Regions from separate parts of the Ovis aries genome. Here region 1 is linked to region 2. Evidence: chromatin contacts called from public Hi-C data. All regions are on one chromosome and are shown on one strand. Each heading gives the region's core, a stretch centred on a gene start, on an enhancer-like site or on the middle of the called end of the contact. The rest is flanking DNA. Distances are from core to core; before and after follow the strand shown. Region 1 overlaps PRKAR2A (protein kinase cAMP-dependent type II regulatory subunit alpha). Region 2 holds the start of DALRD3 (DALR anticodon binding domain containing 3).

Evidence for each region. Hi-C and Micro-C count contacts between places; a contact is called where the count stands out from the background.
Region 1: a contact with region 2 is called in a Hi-C map of hypothalamus, with 3 times the contacts expected there. The contact joins the enhancer-like site here to the promoter of DALRD3 in region 2. A contact is called at or near these places in 4 of 16 Hi-C or Micro-C datasets (blood, hypothalamus and muscle).

The regions. Positions count from the first base shown.
Region 1 is chr19:51,162,328-51,167,373 of ARS-UI_Ramb_v3.0, reverse strand. All of the region lies in intron 2 of PRKAR2A (protein kinase cAMP-dependent type II regulatory subunit alpha), which reads right to left. Among named protein-coding and RNA genes, the nearest start is that of PRKAR2A, 31 kb to the right of the region's middle. Within about 2 kb of position 3,748, at least 15 of the 54 cell types and tissues checked have an H3K27ac peak or open chromatin away from gene starts, as enhancers often do. A contact at or near this core is called in hypothalamus, where this site is marked.
Region 2 is chr19:51,016,238-51,021,712 of ARS-UI_Ramb_v3.0, reverse strand. It overlaps DALRD3 (DALR anticodon binding domain containing 3), which reads right to left and starts at 3,043. Exons shown (of 12, transcript XM_042236239.1): 1 at 2,884-3,043; 2 at 2,508-2,803; 3 at 2,122-2,378; 4 at 1,954-2,033; 5 at 1,742-1,870; 6 at 1,423-1,493; 7 at 1,267-1,328; 8 at 1,083-1,165; 9 at 797-979; 10 at 601-720; 11 at 411-479; 12 at 79-326. The coding sequence starts at 3,039. The coding sequence ends at 207. It overlaps WDR6 (WD repeat domain 6), which reads left to right. Exons shown (of 7, transcript XR_009597451.1): 6 at 1-17; 7 at 112-578. It overlaps MIR191 (microRNA mir-191), which reads right to left and starts at 4,714; the gene lies at 4,624-4,714.

The DNA.
Region 1 (5,046 bases), core at 2,499-4,998, 140 kb before region 2:
TAGCTTCTGAGCATAATAATCTGACCAGTGGGATGTATCCAATGACAAAAAAGAACTGATGTCGGCAGTGGTACAATAATTCCAAAACTCCTCTGTGTACTACAGTTGTGAGTAAAAAAATATATACTTCGTTTTTCACTGGAAAAAAGGGGAATATTAATACAAATACAGAACACAAGATGAGTTAGAATTGGAGATGCAATACAAGTCATGCTTTTAAAATCTTACCCTTAGGGATGACAATAGTAGACACAATGAATTATGTAATGAATAAAAAAGTTAGTGTACTCATAAACTATTTTGTCAGGAATGTCTAGATGTGATCACTGGCATTACCCAGAAAGCTACAAACCTGTTCCTTCCTCACAAGAGCTTTAGTATACGTCATTACAGCTAAGGAAAAGTTTTTCTTCTAAAAAATCCTCAATTATTTGCAATAACTGTGTGACCTGGCTTGGTTTACTTCAAATCTCCACCTTCTCTTCTGCACACTGGAGCCAACAGTAGCGATTCCCCTCTGAGGACTGTTGTAAGGTTTCAAGTAAACAAGCGCGGGGCACACGGTAAGGAGGCAGTACATGCCAACTCGTTGAACTACTCCTATTATCACGTTTCATTTGTTCTGGTTTTCTGGAACTTTAATTGCCATTATCTTGGTTCTTTTCTCTATCCGAGCTCTTTCAACAACTGTCCTCTCTTCAAGGCTGTCTTGTATTACAGATTTTGCCCTTAAAATTTTTACTTCTCTTGCCCTCTCATGCAACTATGCCAAAGCCTTTGACTGAGTGGATCACAACAAACTGTGGAAAATTTTTAAAGAAATGGGAATACCAGACCACCTGAACCTGCCTCCTGAGAAATCTGTATGCAGATCAAGAAGCAACAGTTAGAACCGGACATGGAACAACAGACTGGTTCCAAATTGGGAAAGGATATGTCAAGGCTGTATATTGTCACCCTGGTTATTTAACTTATACACATATGCAGAGTACATCATGCAAAATGCTGGGGTGGATGGAGCAAAGCTGGAATCAAGACTGCTGGCAGAAATACCAATAACCTCAGATATACAGATGATACTACCCTTATGGCAAAAAGTGAAGAGGAACTACAGAGCCTCTTGATAAAAGTGAAAGAGGAGAAGTGAAAAAGCTGGCTTAAAATTCAACATTAAAAAACTAAGATTATGGCATCTGGACCCATCACTTCATGGCAAATAGATGGATAAATCATGGAAACAGCAACAGACTTTATTTTCTTGGGCTCCAAAATCACTGCAGATGGTGACTGCAGCCATGAAATTAAAAGATGCTTGCTTCTTGGAAGAAGAGCTATGACCAACCTAGACAGCATATTAAAAAGCAGAGACATTACTTTGCTGACAAATGTCCATCTAGTCAAAGCTATGGTTTTTCCAAAAGCTATGGTTTTTCCAGTAGTCATGTACGGATGTAAGAGTTGGACCATAAAGAAAGCTGAGTGCCGAAGAATTAATGCTTTGGAACTGTGGTGTTGGAGAAGACTCTTGGGAGTCCCTCAGACTGCAAGATCAAATCAAATCAATCCTAAAGGAAATCAACCCTGAATACTCATTGGGAGGACTGATGCTGAAGCTGAAGGTCCAATACTTTGGCCACCTGATGTGAAGATGTGATGTGACTCACTAGAAAAGACCCTGATGCTGGGAAAGACTGAAGGCAGAAGAAGGGGACAACAGAGGACAGATATGGTTGGACAGTATCACCAAATCAATGGACATAAGTCTGAACAAACTCTAGGAAATGGTGAAGGACAAGGAAGCCTGTCGTGCTGCAGTCTATGGGGTCGCAAAGAGTCAGGCATGACTGAGCAACTAAACGACAAATTAGCATTCTGTAGTGGACCCTTCTAATCTTCATTCTTCTTATATCCTTAATCCACCAAGTTCATTTACAAGCCTTATAATGTTTGTTAGGGTTTACGTCTTATTTGTGAGCAGGTAAGGAATATAACTGGTTCTTGACCCTACACTCCATTCTTCTGTATGATGGCTAAAAATCTCTATGTATCTACAATGAAGGGATGAGATGATACATACCACTCTCAATCCCTGATTTCTTAGAGACATTTACTCCCTGCAGTGCTGGTCTAGCTGTCCTCCAGCTTCCTCCTTCCCACTGATTTTCTGAACTAATGGAATACCTGAGAAACGGTGACTCCCCACATGACCTGTAGACAGGACGCCCTTTCTTGTCCAGCCTATAGGTGTGGGCCATGCCTTCTGTGCTGCACTGCCATTAATACTCTGCCTAATAGGAAACCAGGATCCTTAAAGAGACGGAGAAAAACTCGGGAGAAGGGAGTAAGAGAACAGACATCATTCTAATCCCTAAAACAGCATCAGGTAATGTTCTGTATAGAGCACTGCCCAACCCCTGGTAGCACAGGCTTTTGGAGCTGAGCCAGGTAAGGGATGGAATACAATGATTCCTTATCTTTCACCAAGCCGTTCTTGTTTCCACAAGGAAACAAGTTCATCTTAGGTCTGTCCTAAAGATTAAGGCAGACACCTTCCTGAGTTCTTAGATGTTACTGCTGTCACTTTTCACATTTTCGTAGGTATTTGGGTAGGGGGCTGAGGAAGCTGTTTTGAAGGCAGCTCATCAGATACTATGTTGAACTGCAAACTTCTTGGTTCTCCGTGCTCTTGATTGATGCTGTCATTGTCAGCCCAGTTTTCTAACCTAGAAATTTGGAACTCACTATTACTGCCTTCTTTCCACCTGTTACCCAATGAATACATCAAAATCTGCCTCAGAAATATTCTCATACTTGACCTTTATTCCATCTACCCTGTTACTCCTTGGTCCAGGATTTCAAAATGTCTTCTTTGAAAAATGCATTTAAAAAACCCTCATTTGGGAAACAGATGGGTACATGGGGATTATTATACTTTCTCTACTTTTGCATATGTATGGAAATTTTTCATTTAAAAAGTTGAAAATAATAAGTCTTTTAATGATGAGACTGACAGGATTGAGCTCGCTTATTTTCAGGCTTGCTCTTCTTCGGATTTTGGAGGAAAGTACTGTAGCACTTAGCTCATTTTTGTATTTTTAGACATTAATGTAACTGAGGCAACAAATGTTACATCCTGAAGTCTTAAGACACAGCACTATGATTTAAACAAAAGCAATTATTTTCATTAAAATCATTAATGTTTCCTATTTGTGAAAAATGGAGAAGGAAGTAGCAACCCACTCCAGAATTCTTGCCCGGGAAATCCCGTGGACAGAGAAATTGGTGGGCTACAGTCTATGGGGTCGCAAAGAGTTGGATATGACTGAGCACACAGACATTAGTAGGAAAACAGTGTATCTTTATTTTTTTTAATTGGTTTGGATGTTTTCGCTTTTCTTTTTGAACACCAGACAGCTCCTTTTTCTTCTTCCTCTGTTTACCTCAACCTCTCTACTTCTTCCTGATCCTGATCCCAAATTACTTTTCTCATTTTCTATATAAAAATCTATTCTTAGGTCTCTGTGATTGCTGTCCCTTATGGCTCTAAATATCAGGAAGCTTATCTCAGTGTAAAAGTTACCTGGGGAGTCCCAGCGTCAGTGTGATCCTCTCTGCAGCCTCAAGAACTACACTGAATGTCCTGAGATGCTCAAGACCTGCTGAAGACAAAGGCTAAAAGAGCAGCACAGCCCCTCACTTGAGGGAGTCAATGTTGCCCCCACTGTCCAGCAGATGTCACTAGTTAGTAACAGGGAACTGTACAAAGGAACAATAGATCAGCCAGCATAACCTCCTCCTCTAGGTTTTAACGGCTGCTTTCTTCATCCAGAAATGTGAATCACTAAAATGTACTTGTGAGAGAAAACCCCTTCATTTCTACCAGGCCTGGTCACTGGCGTCAGGCCCTGCGCTGTCCTGCTGGTTCCCGTGAAGAGTTGATACAGCCTGGTATATGAGAGAGCTAGGGTTGCCATAACAAAACACTACAGACTGGGTGCCTTTTTATTTTTTTTTCCACTGGGTGCCTTTTTAAACAGCAGTAATCTGTAAAATGAAAGGTTTTTGGTTTTTCAAGTTTTTAAAGTAACAGAATCAAACTGATATTTCAAACTCAAGGACAGTCAATGCTAATCTAGGACAAATTCAAGAAATCTGCCTTTAAAGAATTTATGGATTGTCTTCCAATTGATGTATTCATTGTTTGATGTAGAGGGGCTGTTCTGCTAGAACGCAGGATTTGGAAGCTGCAGTTTTTCAATTCCAATACTTTGTAGGGGAGAGGCAGCATCAAAGAGGGGAAGGCCTCATCTCTGAAGCTATGCACACTACAGTCTGAGGGTGGATACATCATTCCACAGTATTTCTCTACGTCCCCAGTCCTTGGTCTCTTCAACGGTATGACGGCATAACAATCCTAGAACCATGTTAAAGGGTTAATAGTATGAGGAGACATTTAAATACAAGGCCTGGCTCACAGGAGACACTCAACAACTGCGAGCTCTCCTCTGCTGCTTTACCTTCCAGGTTATTATTCAGTCAGACATCCTGAGTGTTGAATTCTCTTCTGCAGTGTCTGACAGAAGCACATGTATTCACACAAATAGTTTAGCTGAGATCCTTGGATCACATCAGGAGTCCATTCCCTAACTCTCTTTCCAGTTCATTTTATTAACTTTTTTTTTTTCCGTTGGCTGTACCTCACAGGCACATGCAGATCTTCCCTGACCAGGGACTGAACCCATGCTCTCTGCAGTGGAAGCAGAGTCTTAACCACTGGTCCACCAGAGAAGCTCCTCCAATTTCATCTCCTCTCCTATGGCCAGAGCAGCTGGGTCCCGTTTATCCTCCTTCAAGGCTTCAGACATTCTTCTACCTGGAATGCACCCTTCTTGGTACTATAGCCCAAGAATAACCATGTTTTTCAACTTCCAGTGCAATTTCTGCCTCCCTCCAAGAAGCACTTCTTGATTTTTTTTCTGCCTACAATAATTTCTCTTCCTGTTTCCCGATCCTTCCTGATCCGGCCATATTTACCAACACTGTTGC
Region 2 (5,475 bases), core at 1,794-4,293:
CAGAGCAGGAGCTGAAGGTGAGTAGGATGCCACCTGGACAGACCAAGAATACGCCCCACTCCCTGCCAGGGGACAAAACCTTGTCACACAAACAATTTATTTTGGCTCCAGATCGTTAAAAAAAAAAAAATCCAGATCCTCCCCCCACCGCACCCTTTCAGTTGCTGACTTTGTGGACATTCCTGGACCCTAAGGCCTCCTTGGCCTTAAATGTGACTCAGCGGAGGGAGACCCAGCATGGCCAGCCCAGTGTGGAGCACGTCTCGCACGGCCCGCAGAAGCTGCAGACGGGCAAACATCTGACCGAACAGGTGCGGCCGAGGCTCCTGGAGGAGAGGCGGAGGCTGCGGGTCTCATCCTTTGCTTTCCCTGCACCACCCGCCCCCATCTGCCCTTTGCTGTGCACTTACCCCTAGGATGTGTACCCGGTTATAGTATGAGCTGAAGTCCATGCTGAGCTGGACCAGGAACTTGCATACCTAGAGACAGAGACCAAACTGAGTCCCTGGCGCCGCCCCCCCCCCCCCCCCCCCCCGCCTTTTGTCCCCAGATCAGAATAAAGAACAGTGTGTGCAGAGCGTCCTGCTCCTCCGTCCTCACCGTCTCTGTGCGCGCAGCAACGTGAAGCCCTGGGGTGGGGCAGGGCAGGGGCAGGGCTGCTGTCTGCCTCAGCAGGTCTGGGAAGGGGAGGATGCTGTTGAAGAGTAGCAACCACTCACCCTGTGGGGGAGAAGGGCGCTGGGAGGGAAAGGCCTGAGCTTCCTACACATGCCAGCTACCCAGGAGGGGCGCTCACCTCATCACGCAGCAGGGAGAAGTCTAGACTGCTCACAGGCGGGAAGGTGGGGTACAGACCTTGTTCCACGCTGCACGTGTAACCCTCAAAGAGGGTGGCGAGACGTGCGCAGTTATACATGACAAAGGTGCCACTTTTGCTGCCCTTGGTGGAAATGCTGCTGTCAGCCAGGGCCAGGAGAAGCTGAGGAATAAAGGCACAGCTGCACAGGGAGGAGCGCCACTGCACACCCTGTCCCCCAACTCCAACCCCCAGCCCCGGTCCAGCAAGATATGCCCAGGCTCACCTGACTCTGGGGGGCTGTGCTGAGCATCTCAAATTTAATGGTCGCCACAGACAGAACCCTGAAGATTTCCATCCAGGCTGGGTCTGAGAGTACGGATCAGTCAGTCTCGGCAGGCAGACAACAAGGGGCATGTGTGCAAATGACCCCCCCTACCGGAAGCACAAGCAGGGTCTCCCAGGTGTACCTTGTTCCAGGTCCTTGCCATGCTTCAGTGATGACACCTTGCACACCTGGGCGTGCCGGAGCCTGCATTGAGAAGAGAATGAGAAAAGGACTGGTAGACAGGGTCCCCCCACCTCCACTGGCCTGGCTCGGTGGCCTGCCTTCCAGCCTCACTCACTCGTAGTATTCGGGGGCAGTCAGGGTGCTGGGCGCACCAGTCACTTTCACTGGGCCACAGACCAGGTGCTTCTGTTAGGAAGACAGCAGGGGTCAGCTGCTGATGATACCCTCCCAAGAACCTAAATGTGTTCCTGGACTCCCCCCAGCTTCCGACCTTAAGCCCTCTGTCTCAAGTCCAGAGCCCTCTCCTAGCACCTGCTGCATGTGCCTAAGGTCCCCCTAAAGGTCAGGTGTCACCTTCTGGACCCATCAGCTAACAAGTAGGTTTCAAGGAGTCCTCTGAGGTTGCTGTGGGGAGGTTACCATCACTAACCTACCTGTGTGAGAGGAGCCTGATGATCCAGCTTCCACCAAAGCAGGTCCAACTTTTGCTGCTGGAACTCCTCCTCACAGCTCACTACGTGTAGGACCACATAGCTATCTGCGCCCGCATCTGGGGCCGCAGCCTGTAGGGCAGGACAGTCACTGTGGGGGACACACTACACCTGGTTTGCCAGAAGCATACCAGGGTGGGGCGGCAGTCACTAACCAGGCCTAGGGAGCTGCCCTCGGCACCAGCCTGCACAGCCTCCTGCAGCTCGGCCAGCAGAGAGAGCAGATCCTCCGTCACTGGGGAGAGAACACACGGCTGAGGCCGGCCGGGGAGTGCGGGGGTGGCGGCGTCCCGACATTCCGGCCCCTCGGATCCCGGGCCTACCCAGACAGCTGTCCACACTGGGGTCATAGCCAGCTGTGCGTCCCCGCTCCTCCATCAGTTCCTTCAGGCACACTCGACCCAGGGTGCCAGGGGGCAGGGCTCCAGCCTCACGGGCAGGGGAGAGCTCTGCAATCGCGCGATTCCTTAGGGCTTCGGTCGAGGGTTTCTCTGAGACCTCGGGCCAGTCCACCCGCAGCTGCCGCAGAAAGGTCGGCATGTGCGGGTCCCGCACAGCGGGGACTCGGCGCACACTCACCCTGCGAAGCGAGACGGCCGCTGAGCCTGAGTACCTGGCTCAGCTCGCTCCGATCCCACGCGCACCAGCGCGGACTGCTGCCGCCCGAAGCCATTGCGCACCTTCGTTTTGGGCCCGCGCCCTCACTCACTTGTGAGCTTGCAGAATTCGCGCCAGGTGGTCCGCCACGAGCACGGCACGGAGCTGGCTCAGGCGGAGGGTGCTGGGGCTGCCGCGCAGCGCCGGGCAGTGCAGGACGACGCGCGGGGTAGGGCCGGTGGGGGCGGCGGGCGCGGCATAGGCGGCCACGGAACAGAGCACACGCTCGAAGACAGCGGACCGCTGCAGCTGAAGCGCCAGCCCCGCGGGGGTCGGCGCGCAGCACAGCACCGGGGCCACGCCCGGACCCTGTAGGCCAACGATGGCGTGAACCACGCCCTCAGGCACCTGCGGAAAGCCAGGAAGGTGAGCGGGCCGCTGCGCTCCCACCTGTCTCCGGCCCACGTCCCCTCCATGCACGCGCCTACCTGGTCGTCCCCAAAGCGCGCCTGCAGTGCGCGGCGCGGTGCCAAGAAGTCTCGGGCACGCAGGTGGCGGGCGTGCGTCTCCTTGAACCATACTGGGCCGCCAGGCCCCAAGGCCGAGTTCAGGGCTCCCAGGGTCTCCTCTACCCCGAGGCGCATGGCTACCGGAAGGGGCAGGCGGGACCGGAAGCAAAACGTCGAGGCGGGATTTCCGGGAAGGCCAATTGGTTGGAGCGGGGGAACGGGCAGGGACTCCTGAGTGGACAGTGGACAGTTGCTTTCGCTCCCTGGCCCCAGCCCTACCCGCCGCGTGGTCCACCTGACTGGTCAGGACTAGGGTAAGAAATCTCGGGGTCTACTCAGGACTTAGGGCTCTCTCGCTGTTGCCCGCAGTAGCAATAAGGGAAAGAATCTACACAATCCGGTGGGGCCGAGGCAGGGTTGTCTCTCTTACATTTATGTATTTGTATAACGTTTCATTTCCTCCATGTACACATGATCAATGGAGAAGTTAATAGCAACCCGCTCGTTTTCTTGCGTAGAGTCCCCATGGACAGCGGAGCTGGCGGGCCACAGTCCATGGGGTCACAAAGAGTCGGGCACGACAAGTGTCTAAGCACACATGGTCTAAACACCTCAAGCTACAAGTGGATTCTGAAAGGGGGCAGGCAGCGTAAAAGCCACGCTCATGACCTACTGAAAAAAGACATTTTTAAAGGGAATTTGAGGTCTTTAGTTTCAGGTTATTTGCAAGCATTCCCTCCTTTGAGATAGGGGTTGTCTTTTACTCCTCATGTGTCCACTCTGATAGAATTGCTGGTTTTCTTCTCTTGGATCTTGAATAATTAGAACCATCATAATAGTTTCCAGAAGGCTTTAATGCTTCTCCTTTAACCTACTGTACTGTAACAAGGACCCTCCCATTTCCTGGTTTAGACTGCCAGCCATTGCGGGTCAGATAAACAATGTGACCTGAAAAGACCCAGCTGAAGGACAGTTCTCTGAGCGTCCAATTCCTCTACCAACTCTCGCCTCCTTCCCGTCAGGGCTGCTCAATGTCTTCACGTAACCCTTGCTCTCTCTTTTCTTAATAGGGATGGAACGTGAGACACTAGAGCACTGTGCAGCAGAGCACTGACCACCCCCGATCTCTGCCCCAGAGCAGTGAGTAAACAGAGCTCAGAATACAGAGGAACCTAGGTGCAGGAAAAGCTTGGCAAGAACCCCTTCTGGGCTAGGGCTGCAAGGCCCCGCTGGGAAGCTCCGAAAGAGCACTGGGCGGACACGACATTCCCGATGGCTTCTTGGGTGCCCACTCAACGGGAGTGATCGTGTCATTCCAAAGCGCTTTCCATGCCTCACGAGCAAGACCAGGGGATGGCTGCTAACAGGACTGGGGGTCTGGAGGCCAAGCTGGGGACTTCAGCTACTCTAAGTGCATTAAGACCGTTGAGGGTGGTTTTACCCCAGGAAGTGAAGGGCTATCTTTAGCGAGCTGCGGGCTGAGGCGGCCCTGTGGGACTCACCTCCATTGCAGCCCTATCCGGAGGCCCTGGGTCCTCCCTCCCTTGCCAGTGCTATCTCGGGCTCCAAAGGTGGCCACCGCCTCGGTTCTCTGACGTCTACTCCTGTCACGTCCAGCCTGAGGGCACACCTGAGAAAGAGACGGAAACCAGAGCGACCCAATAAAGTATGTCTGGGGGTCAGGGGCTAGCCAACCCCACCTCAGTCAGGACGCTGCTCAGGCAGGAGAGCAGGGAACGAAATCCAAGCGCAGCTGGAATGCTCTGGAGACAACAGCTGCTTTTGGGATTCCGTTGCCCGCTGTCCAGCCATGGCGGGGCAGGGAGGGTGGGAGGGCGGTTTGAGAGGATTATCCTTCTCCCTAGGGAAATCAAAACCCACCATTGCTATCCCAGGAGGCGGACCCAGGAGTAGACGGTGAAACCAAGACGAATGGGAAAAAGCCGCTCACCTAGGCCCCCAAACAACAGGTGTGGTGGGGGGCCTTCCCTCGGACCAGGTCTCGATTCGGATTAGATCCGCAGGGTACAGTTAGCCATGTTGGTCCCATGCCGTCAGGGCCCACTGTAGTGACGGCGGTGGGTCGGGCGTCGGGATCAGGCCAAGAGGGAAGCGCGCCCGTGGGGTCGGAGAGGAAGTAAACCCTCCTCGGGGACTCCCCCGCACCCAGGGCCCTTTGTCCGGTGACGCTGCCAGTACCCGGAGCGCTAGACGCCCAGTGGGCCCGAACTGCAGCGCCAGGAATCCCGGAAACCCACTGCGACCGTCCTCGGTTGTGCCGAGCCTCCCGCCTGCCCGGCCCTGCGGGTAGGAGATGCGGCAACGTGCCCCTAAGGCCAAAACACTGTGGTCGCGCGGAGATGCTGGAACCTGCGCGGGTGCCAGCGATTCTCACGCCAGTAGGCCTTCTGATTCGGCTCAAAACGCAGGTCACGGGATTCTCGGAGCGCGAGCGAAGTGCGCGACAACAGGGCGAGGCTCCAGCCGCTGTCTACTTCACCATCCGGTCCGGTCTGGCCCGGTAGTCGCAACGACCAGCTTGAAGTTCCCCACCAACGCGTCCCCTTCCGC